Regions from separate parts of the Sus scrofa genome. Here region 1 is linked to region 2. Evidence: chromatin contacts called from public promoter capture Hi-C data. All regions are on one chromosome and are shown on one strand. The core of a region is the stretch at or near the end of the contact, and the rest is flanking DNA. Distances in the headings are between cores, read along the strand shown. Region 1 holds the start of PSKH1 (serine/threonine-protein kinase H1). Region 2 holds the start of PARD6A (partitioning defective 6 homolog alpha).

Region 1 (5,921 bases), core at 1,325-3,824, 230 kb after region 2:
CGCCACAGCCATGGCAACATCAGATCCAAGCCTCTTCTGTGACCTATGCCACAGCTTGTGGTAACGATGGATTCTTAACCCACTGAACAAGGCCAGGGATCAAACCCGCATCTTCACAGAGACAGCATCTGCTCCTTAAGCTGATGAGCCACAATGGAAACTCCTGGAAGTAACTTTTAGGGTTTTTTTTTTTTTTTTTTTTGGCCTTTTGTCTTTTTAGGGTCACACCCCCAGCATATGGAGGTTCCTAGGCTAGGAGTCACATCAGAGCTGCAGCTGCCGGCCTACACCACAGTTTGTGGCAATGCCAGATAGTTAACCCACTGAACAAGGCCAGGGATCGGACCTGCAACCTCATGTTTCCTATTGGATTCATTTCCACTGCACCATGATGGGAACTCCTAAGGTGTTTTTTTTTTTTTTTTTTAATAAAATATTTTGTGATATCCTACTATATAAAACAGACTGTGATATTTTATTGGTGTTAATACATATTTAGGTTTAAAATACAAAATTAGCTTATACAAAGGCAATCCCATGTTATGAAGTAAGTGCTCAGTAAAGATTTTAATAAATGAACAGAATGAAATGAAGATGGATGGAGATTATAATCCCCTTCTTGGAGTTCCCCTTGTAGCTCAGCAGTAACAAACCCGACTAGTATCCATGAGGATTCCGGTTTGATCCCTGGCCTCACTCAGTGGGTTAAGGATCTGGCATTGCTGTGAGCTGTGGTGTAGGTAACAGACCTGGCTTGGATCCCCCGTTGCTGTGGCTGTGGTGTAGGCCAGCAGCTATAGCTCAGATTGGACCCTTAGCCTAGGAACTTCCATATGCCACAGGTACAGCCCTAAAAAGAACAAAAAAAAAAAAAAAAAAAATCCCCTTATCACTTGAGATACCTATTTCCCTCGCCCTGAAATCTGGGTTGATTGTAAAGTAGTGAGATAATTCCGATCCTATAGGAGAATCATCAGTGGTAACATTTTTTTTCTAATGTATTTGCTGTGCAGTTTCAGAATATACTTAAATTCAGTAACAATAATAACAAAAATTAAAACAAACAAGGAGGGAGTTCCTGTTGTGGCGCAGTGGAAATGAATCCGACTAGGAACCACGAGGTTTTGGGTTTGATCTCTGGCCTCACTCAGTGTGTTAAGGATCCAGTGATGCTGTGAGCTGTGGTGTGGGTTGCAGACGTGGCTCACATCTGGTGTTGCTGTGGCTCTGGTGGAAGCTGGCCGCTACAGCTCTGAATGGACCCCTAGCCTGGGAACCTCCACATGCCACAAGTGCGGCCCTAAAGAGACAAAAACAAAACAAAAACAAAAACAATAAAGCAAGGAGTTCTCCTGTGGGAGAGCCGACTAAGGATCTGCTGTTGTCACTGCAGCAGCTCAGGTCGCTGCTGTGGCTCAGATTGACCCCTGGCCAGGGAATGCCCTGGGCCTGGCTAAAAAGAAAAACAATAAAAAAAAAAAATGTTACTACACAGTTGGCCTAAAACTGATTTCATCGATCTTTAAGTTAACCATTTGCAACTCCTCTGTGATGGAGGTCAAATTCAACATATCTGAGTGCCTGAATTATTTTATTTTATTTAGTTTATTTTTTAATTATAGTTGATTTACAATTGAATTATTTTAACTGTAGTTTAAAAAATAATTTATTAATTAAATTTAAGCCTGTCCTGGAGTTCCCATCTCGGCACAGTGGAAACGAATCCAACTAGGAACCATGAAGTTGTAGGTTTGATCCCTGGCCTTGTTCAGCGGGTTAAGTAAGGATCCTGCGTTGCTGTGAGCTGTGGTGTAGATCGCAGATGTGGCTTGGATCTGGCCGTTGCTGTGGCTCTGGCGTAGGCCAGCGGCAACAGCTCCAATTAGACCCCTGGCCTGGGAACCTCCATATGCCGCGGCTGCGACCCTAAAAAGACAAAAGACCAAACAAACAAACAAAAAAATTAAGACTGTCCTTTGCATAATTCCAGAGGAACTTCCAGAAACTTCTGTTGAATTGCACTATATCCCCAATCTCGCACTATAAAGCACCCTCTCTCCTAACTACAATCTTTTTCTTTCTTTCTTTCTTTCTTTTTTTTTTTTTCCTTTTTAGGGCAGAACCCGCGGCATATGGAGATTCCTAGGCTAGGGGTCTAAAGGGAGCTGTAGCCGAAGGCCTACACCATAGCCACAGCGACGCCAGATCCCAGCCGCTTCTGCGACCTACGCCACAGCTCATGCCAACACCCGGATCCTTAACCCACTGAGCGAAGCCACGGGTGGAACCTGAGTCCTCATGGATGCTGGTTATATTAGTTTCCGCCGAGCCACAAGGAGAACTCCCTAACAAGGATCTTAAAACATTCTCCCCACTATCTACTGTGACTGCCAAACCTAAGTTCAAGGTTCTCGGAGCGACACAAAGACTCACCCGTTATTCCCGGGAGAGAGCCCAGCCCCGCCCTGAAAGCGTTGACTGACAGACAACGCTCCGAGCGCGTAGCCCTGCCCTCCGGAGTCCTTCCCAGCCCCGCCCAGTGGGCGTACGGAGTTTGTTTTGGCGTCAAGCGCGCGCTGTGATGACGCCACGACGCTGACGCCTGAGGATGGCGGCGGCTGCGGCGGCGGCGGCGGCGGGTGCCGTAACCGCAGCCCGGAGAGGGTCAGCACAGGTGCTCAGACGCCAAAGAGCCCGCCGCCCGTGCGAGGTGAGGCGGCTGGGCCCAGGCGACGGCCCCATGGGTGGGAGGGGCTGACGAGCTGCTGCAACGGTCGCTTCTTGGAGCACTGGGCCCGTCCCTATCCAGCTGAGAGCCCTCGGCTCGTGCCCGGGGCGCCGGGGCCTACGGGACTAGGGAGCAGGCCAGGAGACCGCTCTTCGAGGGCCCCGGTATTCGAGGCTGGACTGGCCTTGAGACTTGCTGCTGCGTTGGGTAGCCCGTCTCTGAGGCCGCAAGAGCCAGGTGGTCATGGTCTGCTGTTTCGCCTTCTGTTCAACCAGCCGGCGTAGGTCAGAGTGGATTGACCCGGTTGTCCTCATTACTTTCTCATGTCCGGCATCTATTGCACACCCACTCCTTTGCGAACAAACGCCAGGGGGCCCGGAGGACGGCTGGTCGCTTCCTTGTTTATTTTGAGGGGAAGAGTAGGTCTGAGTCCGTCCGGTTCGCCTGCCTTGTAAATTAGTTGTCCCTCTGCTTTTATAAAAGCAGGCAAAGTCCAACTCCTCCACGCTCACTCTCCCTCCATGAGGCTATGAAGTTGAATTCCCACATGAAAAATCTGAATAAATCCTTCATTGCCTAAAACTGGCCCCGTGGTACCTACAGGATAAAGGCCAAAGCTCATAGCAAGGCATTCAGGGCTCTTCATAATCTGATAGAGGTATAATCCCGAAATCCTAGCCACTTCTGTTTCCTGTTTACATTGTTTTGGGGGGTATGTGAACCTGCCTTTAGTTCTGTTTTAATACACTCTTGCTTTAGATATGCAATTTTCTCACTTTGTAGTACTTTTTTTTTTTTTTGTCTTTTTAGGGCCGCACCCGGGCATGGTAATACTTTTCTTTTCCTTCATCCCCACCTCCACCCACCACTATGGAAAATTTACATCTGTCCTTTAAAATCTGCCTTAGCGCAGTGGTTAACGAATCCGACTAGAAACCATGAGGTTGCGGGTTCGGTCCCTGCCCTTGCTCAGTGGATTAACGATCCGGCGTTGCCGTGAGCTGTGGTGTAGGTTGCAGACGCGGCTCGGATCCTGCGTTGCTGTGGCTCTGGCGTAGGCTGGCGGCCACAGCTCCGATTTGACCCCTAGCCTGGGAACCTCCATATGCCGCAGAAGCGGCCCAAGAAATAGCAAAAAAAAAAAGCTATAAAATCTGCCTTAGATTTCATTTCCTTGGAAAAGCCTCCCTTCTCATGGAACCCCTGACTCCTCTGAATTTCTATTCATGTTGGAGTTTATTGTGTTGTGTCACCTGATGGTTGGTCTGGGGATTGAGTCTTCTGTCTGCCTCTGAGTGTCTGGCTGTGTGTCTGGCATAAAGTAGGAGCTGAACCAACTGGGATAGGTTGCTGGTTGAGAATGGATATAGATTCGGCTATATTATTTTGAGCACCTTTCAGGGGCCAGGGCCTGAGATGGGCCCAGCAAATGCGAATGTCCTGTTTGTACATGCACACGTGTGCATGCGGTAGGTGGTGCAGCCTTGTCGACCTTGTTGTCTAAAATCTCCTGGGGTGATTTTTCAGAATACAAATTCAAGAGTCTCATTCTCTCGGAGTTCCCATTGTGGCTCAGTGGTAACAAACCCCACCAGATCCCTGGCTTCACTCAGTGGGTTAAGGATCCAGTGCTGCCTTGAGCTGTGGTGTAGGTCAAAGACGCTGCTCAGTTCCTGAGTTGCTGTGGCTGTGGTTGTAGGCTGGCAGTTGCGGCTCCAGTTCGACCCCTCGCCTGGGAACTTCCATACACCACACATGCGGCCCTAAAAAAAAGAAAAACAAAGAGTTTCAGTCTCTGAAATTTTGATTCAGAATATCTGGATTTTGGTAGGAATCTATACATTAAAAAAAGAAATCCCCAGGTGACTTTACTTTGATCCCTGGTTGAAGATCATTGTCATTGCTTCAGGAAACTGTTGGGTCTTTGTTCAGTGGGAAGGGCTAGCTCTGCCTTGTGGCACATAATTCCTGTTGCAGTCTCATTGCCCATACCTTGGGGAGGCAGGGTGATTTGGTGGGCTTTGGAGTTAGAAGACTTAGATTCAGTTCTTTATTTTTTTGCTTTTTAGGGCCATGCCTGCAGCATATGGAGGCTCCGAGGCTAGGGGCCTAATCAGAGCTACAGCGGCCAGCCCATGCCAAAGCCACAGTAATGCCAGATCCGAGCTTCGTGACCTACACCATAGCTCACGGCAATGCTGGATCCTTAACCCACTGGGCAAGGTCAGGGATCGAACCCACACCTCATGGTTCCTAGTCGGGTTTCCGCTGCTCCACTACAGGGACTCCTTAGATTGAATTCTTGACCTTTATGAGATCTTAAGGTTCTTTGAGTCCTAGTTTTCTCATCCCATAATAGGAATAATGATGCCTACTTTATGTGGTTGCAGAAAGGAGTGAGAGTGCATATAAGATGCTTAGCACAGTTGGAACTCAGGAAATGGAAGTGTCGCTGTTCTTCTCAGAGTGTGTCCCTTGCCAAAAGGAGATCTTGTCTTAGTAAGCCTGTTTGCTCTTCAGGCTAAGCTTTGTGTAGGAAGCTACTTATGTTATACAATGTCTTTGAGGTAATTTCTGGTCATCAGGAAAAGCTCTGACAAAACTGTGCTTCTACTCAGGGCAGTTGCTATTGGCTGTTCCCCTAGAAGAGATTTGGATTGTTGACTCACTGGAGAGGGGGTTTGTTGAATAAGTACATCGTCCAGTTCTAATTGCAGCTGCTGCACTTGTTAAGTGGTATAAATGAGCTCTAGGAAGTGCAGCTTTCAGGAAATCTTTTTACCTCTTACACTGAGCTAGACTTGCACCCCACCTGGAATGGAATACCCTTGAAGGTACTAGTGTCTGTGAAATCCTAACTATGTACTGAGGTTCTCTGCCACTCAGAAGTTCACAGTTAAGTGAGTGAGAGAGTGGTTTGGACTTCTGTTTTTTTTTTTTTTTTTTGTCTTTTGTCTTTTTGTCTGTTGTTGTTGTTGTTGTTGCTGTTGTTGCTATTTCTTGGGCCGCTCCCGAGGCATATGGAGGTTCCCAGGCTAGGGGTTGAATCGGAGCTGTAGCCACTGGCCTATGCCAGAGCCACAGCAACGTGGGATCCGAGCCGCGTCTGCGACCTACACCACAGCTCACGGCAACGCCGGATCGTTAACCCACTGAGCAAGGCCAGGGACCGAACCCGCAACCTCATGGTTCC
Region 2 (5,946 bases), core at 191-2,690:
GACAGCTCTCAGCCAGTTGCACTAGTGCCCCACGATGCTCCTGGTCCTCCTCTACCTCATCCAGAAGTTGGGACAGTGAAATGCCTGGGGGCAGGGGACCAGGAGATGGGCTGAAACTCAAAGAGGAAGGGTAGGGTGGGAGATAAGAAGGAGGACTTATTAAGAAAGTAGGGTGTGTGTGTGTGTGTGATGACTGGAGAGATCACTCTACCAGGAGTTCGGGCAGCCCGCCAACCCCTATACATACCTGCACTGGGAGAGGTAGACTCTGAAAGGTGCTCCCTAGAGAAACACAGGAGACACCTGAGGCCTATCTGCACAAATCTGCCATCCCCTGACTGAGCAGGCTCAGTCAGAAAAGTGACCAAGCCCCGAATAAAAGCCGAACGGAAAAGCCCAACCCCAGACTCACTGCAAGCAGTCATAAAGCTTTTTCTGCACATCTGGATCCTGGTTGCTGGGAGAGGAGTGGTAGACAGTCAGTGTTACTAGGGGCCCAAGCCCTCACACCCCAAAAGCCAGGCCTGGGTGAGGAGAACAGGTGGAGGGTGGAGGCATCACTTACCAACCAATCACCTGTTCCCGGGGCTGCTCTGTGGGCAACAAGCTGAAGCGGTCCACCTGGAGGTAGAACTCTGCGGGCTGGAGTTCAGGGACAGGTCTCAGGAGTTGTTAGAAAGTCAGGCCCAGTAACCCACCCAGGCCAGGCTCACCACTCACCGCGCCTCCCTCGGCGACTTGGACGCGAACCCCGCAGTCCCGCAGCAGCAGCAGCCGACCTTCTGCCCCTTGAAAACCGAACTCCTTCTCCTCCCTGCGGCAGGGGACCCTCAGTGCCGAGCCTGCGTGAACACAGCCCAGCCCGCCTGGGGCCCGCCCACCTCCAGCTCAAACCTTGAGCTCTCCCGTTGGCCTCCACTATCTCCAAGCCCCGCGGAGCCCCTCTCACCAGTCCGAGGCGTTCAGGGCTTCTCGCGTCACCAGACATCGGATACTGTGGGTCCCATCGGACACAAGCAGCGCGGTGTCGACGTGAGACGTGTCGGAGGCGCGGGACGGGCCCGGGGTTTCGGCCTCCTGCAGTACCTGACCGCGGTGATAAAGCATCAAGCCCACCGCCCTGGGACCCCGCCCTCCGGGCCCTGAAAAAGGTAGCGGGGTTCTCACCTTGAGCAGCTGCCCCGCCCGCGGGCTTGAAAGTGCCTCTGACCCCAGAATTAGCTCTCGAATCCAGGGTCGCAGGACGAGGTTCCCCAAGCGGGCCATTCCCGCCGCGGCAGCCAGCGGATTACCTCTAGCCCGGATTTCCCGCTAGCGCCGCGGCCCCGCCTCTAGTCGGAAGAGGAAGTGCAGGAGCGCTGGGCGGAACCCGAAACCTAGGCCCTGCCCATGAGCATGCCCGCGCGTGCGCACATGCGCGTCCTAGTTGGGAGTTTGTGTGCACTCCCATTGAATCAAATGGCTGCTGACGTGCTTGCTCTTACTTGAGCAACTCTCCGAGCAACGGTCCGCGTTTGGGCCGTTCTTCAGAACTCCTGTGGCATTGAGCAGGAAGGCGCAAAGGCTGGCATGTATGGAGAGGGAGGAATCTAGGGCCTGAGGCTGCAGCCAAGGGTGGTCCGAGCGAGTTAGCTCGGAGTCACTTCAATGCCTGTGACCCCAAAGAACTCAGCAGATATTTATATTATGACCCAGTTCCCTCATCTACAACATACACAGCCTTGTAAGGCCAATGGAAATAACAGCGTACAGCGCTCAATAAATACCACTTCCCCAACTCTCCCCTCGGCTTGGCCAAGCCCCTCCCCCGAGGCTCCCGGGACTTGACGACCGTAACGTAGTGACGTAAGAGGACGTGAGACTCTCCACCCCTCCAGCTCCGTTTCCTAGGAAACGTGGACTCCGCGTTCCACTCTTCGTCGCTGCCCCCTTGACGTCACGGCCCGGATAGGAGGGCGGGGCGAGTGCTACCGCCAGGGGCGGGGCTGCGCGGGCCAGCCGGCCCCGCAGGCTGTGCACCTGCGCTTCGGCGGGCCGCCTAGGGCACCGTCCCTGGCCCTCCCGGTCCCACGATGGCCAGGCCGCAGAGGACTCCGGCACGCAGTCCTGACAGCATCGTCGAGGTGAAGAGCAAAGTAAGGACCCCTCCAGCCCCAGCTCTGGCTCCGGCCCTAGGCGCTTCCAACCCTCACTCTCCCCTCCCTGACTCCTTGGTCCCCACCACCTTTTTCTCTCCTCCATCCTCCACGTCCCATTCTCTGGTTTTCCTTTTCGCTTCCCCCCATCCCACCTCCTCCTTTCCACTGCCGGCTTCTAGAGTCCCTCTGGCCTGGGTACCTGGAGGGCGAGGAGAAGACCTTGGACAGCGTCCCTTGCACTGGAGCAGAGGTCTGGGTGCAAGTCTGCAGCTGTTGTGAAGCCCTGTCTTTCCCACCCCTACTACCCTCGGACCTGTGGTGAGAAAGGGCACGGACTCTGTCCTAACCCCTCCTCCTCCCCCGACCTCCTACCCCCGCCTCCAGTTTGATGCCGAGTTCCGACGCTTCGCGCTACCTCGCGCTTCGGTGAGCGGCTTCCAAGAGTTCTCTCGGTTGCTGCGTGCGGTACACCAGATCCCGGGCCTGGACGTGCTGCTTGGCTATACGGATGCTCACGGCGACCTACTGCCCCTCACCAACGACGACAGCCTGCACCGGGCCCTGGCCAGTGGGCCCCCGCCACTGAGACTGCTAGTGCAGAAGCGGGGTAAGGATGGGGTACAGGGGGCAGCCTCTGTGGGGTAGGGTGACAGGGCAGATCTCCAAGGGTTAGACCATGCCTAGGGTACCCAAACTTCACCCTCTGCAGTCCTTGCCCTTGGCCTGACCTCCAAGTGGCAGGAAATAACTACAGTGTGCCTTCCCCAGGCCTGGGCCTGATGGAAAAGGGCCTGAGTGGGACATTAGGGTCTCTGATTTCAGTGTCCCCTCTCCTGCAGCAGAAGCTGACTCCAGTGGCCTGGCCTTTGCCTCCAACTCCCTGCAGCGGCGCAAGAAAGGGCTCCTACTCCGGCCAGTGGCACCTCTGCGCACCCGGCCACCCCTGCTAATCAGCCTGCCCCAAGATTTCCGACAGGTTTCTTCAGTCATTGATGTGGACTTACTGCCTGAGACCCACCGACGGGTGCGGCTGCACAAGCATGGTTCTGACCGCCCCCTGGGTTTCTACATCCGAGATGGCATGAGCGTGCGCGTAGCTCCCCAGGGCCTGGAACGAGTTCCAGGCATCTTCATCTCCCGCCTGGTACGAGGGGGCCTGGCTGAGAGTACAGGGCTGCTGGCGGTTAGTGATGAGATCCTCGAGGTCAATGGCATTGAGGTAGCTGGAAAGACCTTGGACCAAGTGACGGACATGATGGTCGCCAACAGTCACAACCTCATTGTCACTGTCAAGCCAGCCAATCAGCGCAATAATGTGGTTCGTGGGACATCTGGGCGTCTGATGAGGCCTCCTTCTGCTGGGCCTGGTGAGCCTGATAGTGACGATGACAGCAGTGATCTGGTCACTGAGAACCGCCAGCCTCCTTGTTCCAATGGGCTGTCTCAGGGGCCTCCATGCTGGGACCTGCGCCCAAGCCGCCTACTTCCTGGTGCCCGCAGCTCTCTGCCCTCCCTGGACGATCAGGAGCAGGCCAGCTCTGGCTGGGGGAGTAGCATGAGAGGAGATGGCAATGGCTTCAGCCTCTGACAGGCAAGGATGCAGGCCCTTGCCCCTCCAGGCTGCTGGGACATGGCAGAGACTTCCCCAGTGGGTGTTTTTAGCTTGCTCATGGGGCTGAATCAGTCTGGGGAACATTAAAGGTTTTCTACAAATGCAGTCATGGTCCTTGTGTGTCCCAGCCCTAGCCTCCTCCCTGATCCCACAAACCTTGCCCTCTGCCCTGGACATGAGGCAGGAGTGGAGGAGTGATAAAAAACAGTAGAGAGGTCTTCCTATAGTCAAGCAGCAGGAGGACCACCAGGCTTGGCATTTCTAGGGTAAGAAAAGATCTTATGGAAACAAACCCCGCTGTGTACAAAAGGTTTAATTTTGACAAAGTGATTAAGAGGCTGAGATGGCCCTTCCACAGCCACCAGTGGCTGTGAAGAGTGCTCTGGGGATACTGCCCACCCCACTGCTCCTGTCTTGAGGGCCACTCTATTATTGGGCCCAATCCGGCCCTTTGCAATCATGTAGCAATCCTCCCCGAAACCCGCCTACAACCAGGAAAGGACTCAGGCATCCATCTTCACAAAGACCTTGGGGCGGGAAAAGATCTTGATGGCCTCCTCTACCTGCACCAGCTTCCGGTCCAGTTCAGCACGGTGGCTCTGGGCCCTCAGGGAATCTGCCCCAGCAGGCAACAGCACCAGCTCACGCAGCAGCTGGCTCTGGCCTACAGGGGCCCCAGGAACAGTAAGTGCTGGGCAGGGGTGCACTGTCCCCAGTGGGCTCCCCATCCAGCCCCCTTTGCCCATGTACTTACTCTGGAGCAGGTTGCTCAGTGTCTCCAGCCGCTGGTTCTCAGGCATGCGAGTGTGGCCAGGGGGCATGGCCGGGTCTGGCTGGCTGTGCTGACGGGCCTCAGCCTCCCGTCGCCACAGATCCCTGCGCTCCAACAAACTGCGATGCACAGAATCAGAATGGATCATCCCAGGGCAGGTGTTGGCTCCCACCCTCCCTAAGTGCCCCTGACCCTGGGTATTGGGCAGTAGAACCTACTAATGGGGCACGTGACCCTTCTGTGTGGCATTATAGTGCTCCTGGGCTTGCCGTTGCTGCTCCAGCACCTGTGACAGGACTTGGAGCGAGCGAGAATGCCGCCGGGGGGCCCTCTTGGCAGTGCGGGCATTGTGGGTAATGAAGTCCACACCTGGGCCTGGCCCCTGGAGGACATGGCAGGCGTGATGAGGCAGACAGCACTGTGTTGTGCCCTTGAACCTCCCCAGGCTCCCTGCCCCACCTCCCAGGCCCCAAACATCCTCTCACCTTAGCATTGGGACCTGGCGGGGTTAGCTGGGGACTGGGGACACGGGGTGGTGGGAGCCCAGGGCCACAGCGAGAGTGTGCCCGCAGGAAGTGGGCAGGCTCTGTCCCGGAAGCAGGGCCGGGCTCCTGGAGGCCAAGTCACAGCAGAGGGATCAGTCAGGCTGAGGTCAGGGTCTCAAGTCGTAAGACCAAGACTCTGTCCCTCCAGGCTCTTAGGATCTTTCACTATCACCAGCCCTAGAGGTCTGGCCTCCCTCCTCTTGAAGGAGCACTTCTCTCCATCAGCATTTAAACATGTGTGTTTTTCACATCTTTAAGAAAACAAATAATCTTCCTTTTACCTTAGTCCTGACTTCAGGTACTATTCTCTTGCCTTCCTAGCCAAGCTTTCTGGCTCTGTCCCCATTAAGGTCTCCGATGCCCGACCTCCAAGCCCTCAAATCTAAGGCCACTTCCCTGGTCTCATCGTCCTCAGCCTGATCCTCAATAACTCCTGGGTCTCACTCCTGAGATCCAGACCTGATTCTCCATCTGCTTCCTGGACACATTCCCACTCCCTGGGAGTCCCACAAATGCTTCAGCTTCAACACATCCACATATGACCTTAATGTCTTTTCTCTCAATCCTGCTTCTCCTTCTCAGGCCCCTGGATAAAGAAATGGTGGCATTATCTATCCAAGACACAATCCCACTACCATATATGCCCCTGCCCATACCCTTCCCACTGTCCCTAAAAATAACAGTTATAAGTGGATTATGTGGTTCCCCCGCCTTTTTTTTCTTTTTACAGCTGCACCTGTGGCATATGGAGGTTCCCAGGCTAGGCGTCGATTTGGAGCTGCAGCTGCAGGCCTATACCACAGCCATGGCAACGCCAGATCCAAGCTGCATCTGTGACCTACACAGTAGCTTGTGGCAATGCTGGATCCCTAACCCCCT

Evidence for each region. Promoter capture Hi-C pulls out the DNA fragments that hold promoters and counts their contacts.
Region 1: a contact with region 2 is called in a promoter capture Hi-C map of fetal liver, with 2.4 times the contacts expected there. The contact joins the promoter of PSKH1 here to the promoter of PARD6A in region 2. A contact is called at or near these places in 2 of 5 promoter capture datasets (fetal liver and liver), 1 of 47 Hi-C or Micro-C datasets (embryonic fibroblasts) and 1 of 2 datasets of contacts at active chromatin or transcription factors (alveolar macrophages).

Annotation. Positions count from the first base shown.
Region 1 is chr6:28,506,211-28,512,131 of Sscrofa11.1, forward strand. PSKH1 (serine/threonine-protein kinase H1) reads left to right here and starts at 2,575. Exons shown (of 3, transcript XM_021094111.1): 1 at 2,575-2,710. NRN1L (neuritin-like protein) reads left to right here. Exons shown (of 3, transcript XM_005653247.3): 3 at 1-24.
Region 2 is chr6:28,279,062-28,285,007 of Sscrofa11.1, forward strand. PARD6A (partitioning defective 6 homolog alpha) reads left to right here and starts at 1,441. Exons shown (of 3, transcript XM_021094099.1): 1 at 1,441-2,135; 2 at 2,523-2,745; 3 at 2,978-3,862. The coding sequence starts at 2,073. The coding sequence ends at 3,726. ACD (adrenocortical dysplasia protein homolog) reads right to left here and starts at 1,348. Exons shown (of 12, transcript XM_021094094.1): 1 at 1,168-1,348; 2 at 950-1,086; 3 at 721-814; 4 at 566-642; 5 at 413-457; 6 at 248-282; 7 at 1-84. The coding sequence starts at 1,266. It overlaps ENKD1 (enkurin domain-containing protein 1), which reads right to left. Exons shown (of 8, transcript XM_021094095.1): 5 at 5,008-5,133; 6 at 4,741-4,904; 7 at 4,505-4,641; 8 at 4,047-4,414. The coding sequence ends at 4,254.